Regions from separate parts of the Callithrix jacchus genome. Here region 1 is linked to region 2. A link is a contact called in public Hi-C data. All regions are on one chromosome and are shown on one strand. Each heading gives the region's core, a stretch centred on a gene start, on an enhancer-like site or on the middle of the called end of the contact. The rest is flanking DNA. Distances are from core to core; before and after follow the strand shown. Region 1 has its middle 150 kb from the start of ZC3H12C. Region 2 overlaps DDX10 (DEAD-box helicase 10).

What was found. Hi-C and Micro-C count contacts between places; a contact is called where the count stands out from the background.
Region 1: a Hi-C map of skeletal muscle shows a contact between it and region 2, with 7 times the contacts expected there. The contact joins two enhancer-like sites. A contact is called at or near these places in 2 of 3 Hi-C or Micro-C datasets (both in skeletal muscle).

Annotation. Positions count from the first base shown.
Region 1 is chr10:9,658,070-9,660,843 of calJac240_pri, reverse strand. No RefSeq gene overlaps it. Among named protein-coding and RNA genes, the nearest start is that of ZC3H12C, 150 kb to the left of the region's middle. Within about 2 kb of position 1,508, at least 5 of the 16 cell types and tissues checked have an H3K27ac peak or open chromatin away from gene starts, as enhancers often do. A contact at or near this core is called in skeletal muscle, where this site is marked.
Region 2 is chr10:8,463,543-8,466,465 of calJac240_pri, reverse strand. All of the region lies in intron 8 of DDX10 (DEAD-box helicase 10), which reads right to left. Among named protein-coding and RNA genes, the nearest start is that of DDX10, 32 kb to the right of the region's middle. Within about 2 kb of position 1,510, at least 2 of the 16 cell types and tissues checked have an H3K27ac peak or open chromatin away from gene starts, as enhancers often do. A contact at or near this core is called in skeletal muscle, where this site is marked.

The sequences.
Region 1 (2,774 bases), core at 259-2,758, 1.2 Mb before region 2:
AATGCGAATTAAAACCACAATGAGATATTACTAGACATCTACTAGAATGATTCAAATAAAATATAATGACAACATTCATACATTGCTGGTGGTAATAAAAGTGGTACAGCCTCTCTGGAAAACAGTTTTGTAATTTCTTAAAATATTAAATATGTAATACTTATATGACCTAGCAATTATATTCTTGGACATTTATTCCAGAAAAATGAAAACTTATGTTGATACCAAATACTGTACATGAATGTTTATAGCTGTTTCGTTTGTAACACACAAAACTAGAAACAATCTAGATATCTTTCAATGATAAGTAGTTAAACAAACTATGCTATATTCAAACCCCAGACTATTATTCAGCAATAAAGAGGAATAGTCCATTGATACATAACAAAAACTTGGGTGAATCTCTAGAGAATTATGCTGAGTGAAAAATCGATAATGCATGATTCCACTTGTAGAATAATCTCAAAATTATGACAAAATAATCTCAAAATAATGACAAACTTACAGAAATGGAGACTAGATTAGTGGTTACCAGGGTCTAAGACCATATATGGGGTATGGGAAGGAAGATGTGTGTTTCAGTACAAGAGCGCCATGAGAGATCCCTGTGGTGTTGGAAATATCTGTTTTGACTGTATAACGTCAATATACTGGTTGTTCCATTGTACCATAGTTTTGCAAGATGCTACTACTGGAGGAATCTGGGGAAGGGTACATGGGATCCTTGTTATTTCTTAAACTGAATGTGAATCCACAATGATCTCAAATAAAACAGTTAATTAAAAAAGGTAAAAAGTTGTGAAAAAACAATAATTATTCTGTATTTACTGCCTGTATCCTATACGTACTTCTTAGTACCTAGAACAGTTTCTGCTAAGTAGAAGATGTTTAATTTTGCTGAATGAATTAATAAGCCATGAGTTTAAAATGAGGAATTAATGAACTTTTGATATTTATTGAAGATTCATACATCTTAAAACTTCCAGGAGAGGTAGACACTCTTTCTCTTCCGTGATCTGTAGGTGTTTAAAGCTCCCCTCGCCCCCGTAATATTGGTTTATTTTTCTAAGTTTGTGGACAGAGCTTTGAAGGACTGAAGAAAGCAGAGAATTCCTGAGAGTACAAACTGCTCATAGAAGCCAGTCAGAACATTTTAATTTTTCTAAAGAAATTGTATTCATTTTTGCTCTTCCTTACTCATCGAAGGTGCCAGTTTAATAAATTACTTTCTACTCTGCACATACTTGAGATTAGGGTCTTGTTGGCACAGAGCCCAAGCAGCCACTTGACCCACGATAAATGACTGGGGCGATACCCTCCCCGGGTTCCTGTTGTATGTAATCCAGCAGTCAGTGAGTGTTTTGGAAATGAATATTTTGCAGAGAGCAGGAGAAGGGGGTTATCCTTCTGACCTGCTTACTGATAGAACTACCCACGAGGGCACAGTCAGTCTATCACTCCTCTTCAGTAGAGAAACAATCTCAGCAGCTTAGGAGGCAGAGTCACAAGATAGGCTGCAGAAAAGAAACCAAAACTCTGAGAACCCACTCTGGTTCAGAAACAGGAGTGTTTGTTTCCATCCTTGCAACGCTGAGGCCAGGAGAGTTTATTCTGCAAATCGTGAAGGAGAGATGATTGGGTCAGTGACCAACCACGTTTCTGAAGAAATTGCTACAAAACCATCGTTTCAGAGTCACAGCCACAGGAATGAGGACGCCTGGAGACAACGTCTCGTACAACTGATGGAGCAGTGCCCTCTAGTGGTCAGAGCCTGCGCTATTGAACGAAGCAAAAGCATGTCTCGTAATTCCACAAACGAAGGCTCAAGAAAAGAGAGCCTTTTCTTAGTTCAGGCCATAACTAGCAAGCTCTGATGTTCATAAATGAATTTTTAAGATTTGTGAAACAAACCAACTTCCATGGGCACCAAGAAGGGACCTAGGTTATGATTGGTAGACAGCCACCCAGATGTGAAACTCTGAGGCTGATGTCTCTTTGACATCTCAGCCTCCCTTTCTAATAAAAAAAACCTTCCCTGTGTCACAAAGCTTCTCGATTCTCCTGAGTGCAGCCCACGCTATATACGTTATAATACTGCTGCCTTCATCAAGATCTGTGATCTGGTATCAGACGGTTACATTTCTCTGTGAAATTGAGTATTTCCCAATGGAAAAGCATTCTAAGCCTTGTTTAATCCCCATAACAACCATGAGGCAGGTTTCTGTTTTATTTCTTATTTTTCAGATGGAGAGACAGAAACATGGAGGTTATGTGAAGTGCCCAGTGTCACCTAGCTATAAGGCTTCCGGACTCAAATCTTGAACTTGTGTAAAAAGACCTAAGTTATGCTCCTGATTGTGTGTTTTGGTGCAAGCTCTGAAGCACCTCTGAGATTTTACCTATGAAATGGGGATAATAATTCCTGCTCTGTGTACTGTGCTAGGTTATGATGAGACCATTCATTTATTTCCCAAATATTTGTTGAGTGCCAACCACATGTCTACTGGAGACACAACTGTGATGACAGATGTGTTCTTGACCTCATAAACTTTTTATTCCAACGAGGAAGACAGAAGCAAACAAACAAAGTCATTACCAATTGTGCTAAGGGTTATGAAGGCAATGATGCAGGAGTTACATAGGGAAGCCAAGCGGAGGGCAGCGGAGGGTGTGTGGTGGTGTGGCTGCATTACTTCAGGTCAGGGAGTAGGGTGATCGGCAGAATCTCAGCGGAGATGACATGTTAGTTGAGACCCGGGACTGGCTGGGAGCTT
Region 2 (2,923 bases), core at 261-2,760:
CAGGATGTACCATGGTTGTTCACAATTCATGGATTCAAAAGCATGTTTCTCTGGTGGGCTTTGTGACCGAGTATACAAATAGTCCATCTGTGCAAGTGTCCATCTAAGCCACACATTATTTAGAGTCTTCTATGTTAACCTGGGCCAGAGCAGGCTCTGATTTGACAAAAAAATACCAGGGAGCTATAATGGAGATCCCACGCCTCTTCCTGTTTCACCTATATCTCGGGATTGCTTTTATCCTTGAAATCAATGATAAAATTTGATGTTGGGTAGGGCGGACAGCTTCTAAAACAACTCCCAATAATCTGTACCTCCTGGTATTGACACCCTCGTGTTGTCCCCCACAAGGAATAGAGCTGATATGCAGCCACTAGGAAGTTACAGTTAAGACGGACTGTGACTTCCACGTCAGGCCATGAAAGACATCACTGCTGCATCTTTCTCTCCCTCAGCTCTCACTTGCCCTCTCTGATGAGGTCAGTTACCGTATTGTGGCTGCCCTGTGACGAAGACCACACGAAAAGGAACTGAGAGATGCCTCTGACCAACCATCGAGGAGGAAATGAATCTGGCAACAACTATGTGAATAAATCTGAGAATTGATGCAACCCTCGTTGAACCGAAAAGTACCATCTGTCACCTTCATTACAGCCTGGTGAGAGACTGAGAGCCAGAGGACCCAGAGGAACCACACTGAGTTCCTGACCCCCAGAAGATGCAAGATAATAAATGGTTTTTGCTTTAAGCCACCAAGCCATGGGTCAATTTGTTATACAGAATAAGTAACTAACATGTTAGGATAATTAACATATTAGGTAAGATCTGATTCATGGGTCTGAATCGTTATCTCAAATGTCTACTACATGCCATGTCCTGTTCTACACACTTAGGGCACATCAATATATTAGACAAGCATTGCTGCCTTTGTGGAACTTACAATCAAACAAGGTGAAAAACAATTTAAAAATATACTAAGTAAATTCTGTATTTGAAGGTGATAAAGGACTTCAAAAAAAAAGAATGTAGAGGAGGGTAAAAAGGAGTGGTTGGGGAGGATGAGGAAGCCATGTGGATACCTGAGGAAAACGCATTCCAGCAGAAAAGAGAGAGCACCAATATAAAGGCCCTACCAGCAAAAGCATGCCCGGCACGTACAAGAAACAGCAGGACCAGAATGGAGCATAGAGAACAAGGGGAGAATACTAGGAAACTGGGGGGAAAGGGATGAATAGTTTAGGCCCAGGGGGTCACTGGCTTTCACTCTGAGTGCAATGGTATAGCATCAGAGGAGTGACATAATCTGACTTATGTTTTAGAAGGAACACTCTGCCTGCTGTATTGACTAGACAGGAGAACAAAGTAAGAATACCCCTATTCCCAAGGGGTGCCTGGGAAACAGACTCCTAAGAACTATCAGCCTCCTCAGCTACCCCTACAGCCCTATTGGCTATATTGCACCCCAGCTCCTCACTGCTTCAAGATGCAAAATAAATTTGCTGTGACCTTTTATGCAACCTTTAAATCTCAGACACCAACAAAGACAGAAGGCCATGTAAAGAAGCATCAGCCGCTCTCTAGGAGAAGCAGACTGTAGACCTTCACAAATGGAAGCTAAAGGAATGAAAGAAATCATTTTCACTAGCAAAGACTGCTTCTGTCTTGGATCTAAGGTACATATGGTAAGCCTTGCAAAGTTAATGCTCATGAAAACTGTCTTTTTACTTTTTACAATTCACAAACCAATTAAACATACTACTAAGAAATTCTCATTAGCTATTCCATAAAGTACCAGTAGTCTCCCACAAACAACCAGGAACTCTTCACAAGTTATTATCGATTTTAACTAGTGGCCATCTTCCTTTTTGCTGCTAAGATCTAAACGGCTGCCAACGAGTATGCAATGCTAAGGTTTGGCCTCTGCTGCCCCCTAGTGGAATCACAATCTGCTCCCCACATTACACAATTTCTGACAGTCACAAAATGTAGCCAGGCAAATAAGGCTAAATTAGAACATCGCTGAAAATTATTCTGCCTTCCACTGTTCTGGGGAAAAAAACCTATATATAAATGTCCATCTTTTACCCACAACCCTCCCCACCCTCCCCAAATAAAAAGTTTTTAAAATTGAGAATATTTGATGTCTATTTTCCATTCCCAAATATTTTCTATTTTCAACTGGACATTTTTATAAAAACTGAAGAACTTGGTTTCGTACCAAAAAAACCATATGCCCTAAAGAGAACTGCTTTTTAAAGTGGTAGAATGTATCACAGGATATAGCATTATAAAACTATCTTCATATAGCTGGCCTCACTCATCTCTAAAGGAGATCATTTTGTTCAAAGGGGTGTGATGGTTAGGGAAAATACTAGGAAACTTCTCAACTGCTATAGATCAAAAGATATTTTAAAAGGTAAAATTAATACAGAATTAGGTATTTCAAGGCAAAAGTACCCAAATCACTTTTTTAGCCAAAATTCAAAAAGAAAAAGAAAACTTAGCGATTTTGCTAATGAATTTGTTTTTCTATATTCATACATTATACTTCAATTCCAAAAGCAAACACTATCTGGCAACTTGGTTTTAATTACAGCCAAATACACAGGATTTTAATTAGATTCAAATTTTAATTTAGCCTTTATTCAATTCAATTATTCAGTCTCATGGCCCACAAAACTTTCTAATTATCTCTAAGCCCATCACTGGCAACTTATAAACTGCCAGAAAAAAAAAGCATTATATATGCTAAACCTTTCTACTAACTACACATCTAAAAAAGTCAAGTCAAAATATTTTTAATTGATTACAAAAGGTCAGACAGACTTGTGCTTTAAAAGTTAATGACCATATTAAAAATTACATTAAAACATGTGTCTGAAGAGATTGATTAGTGTTCTCTCCCTTCAGACACAATAATGTG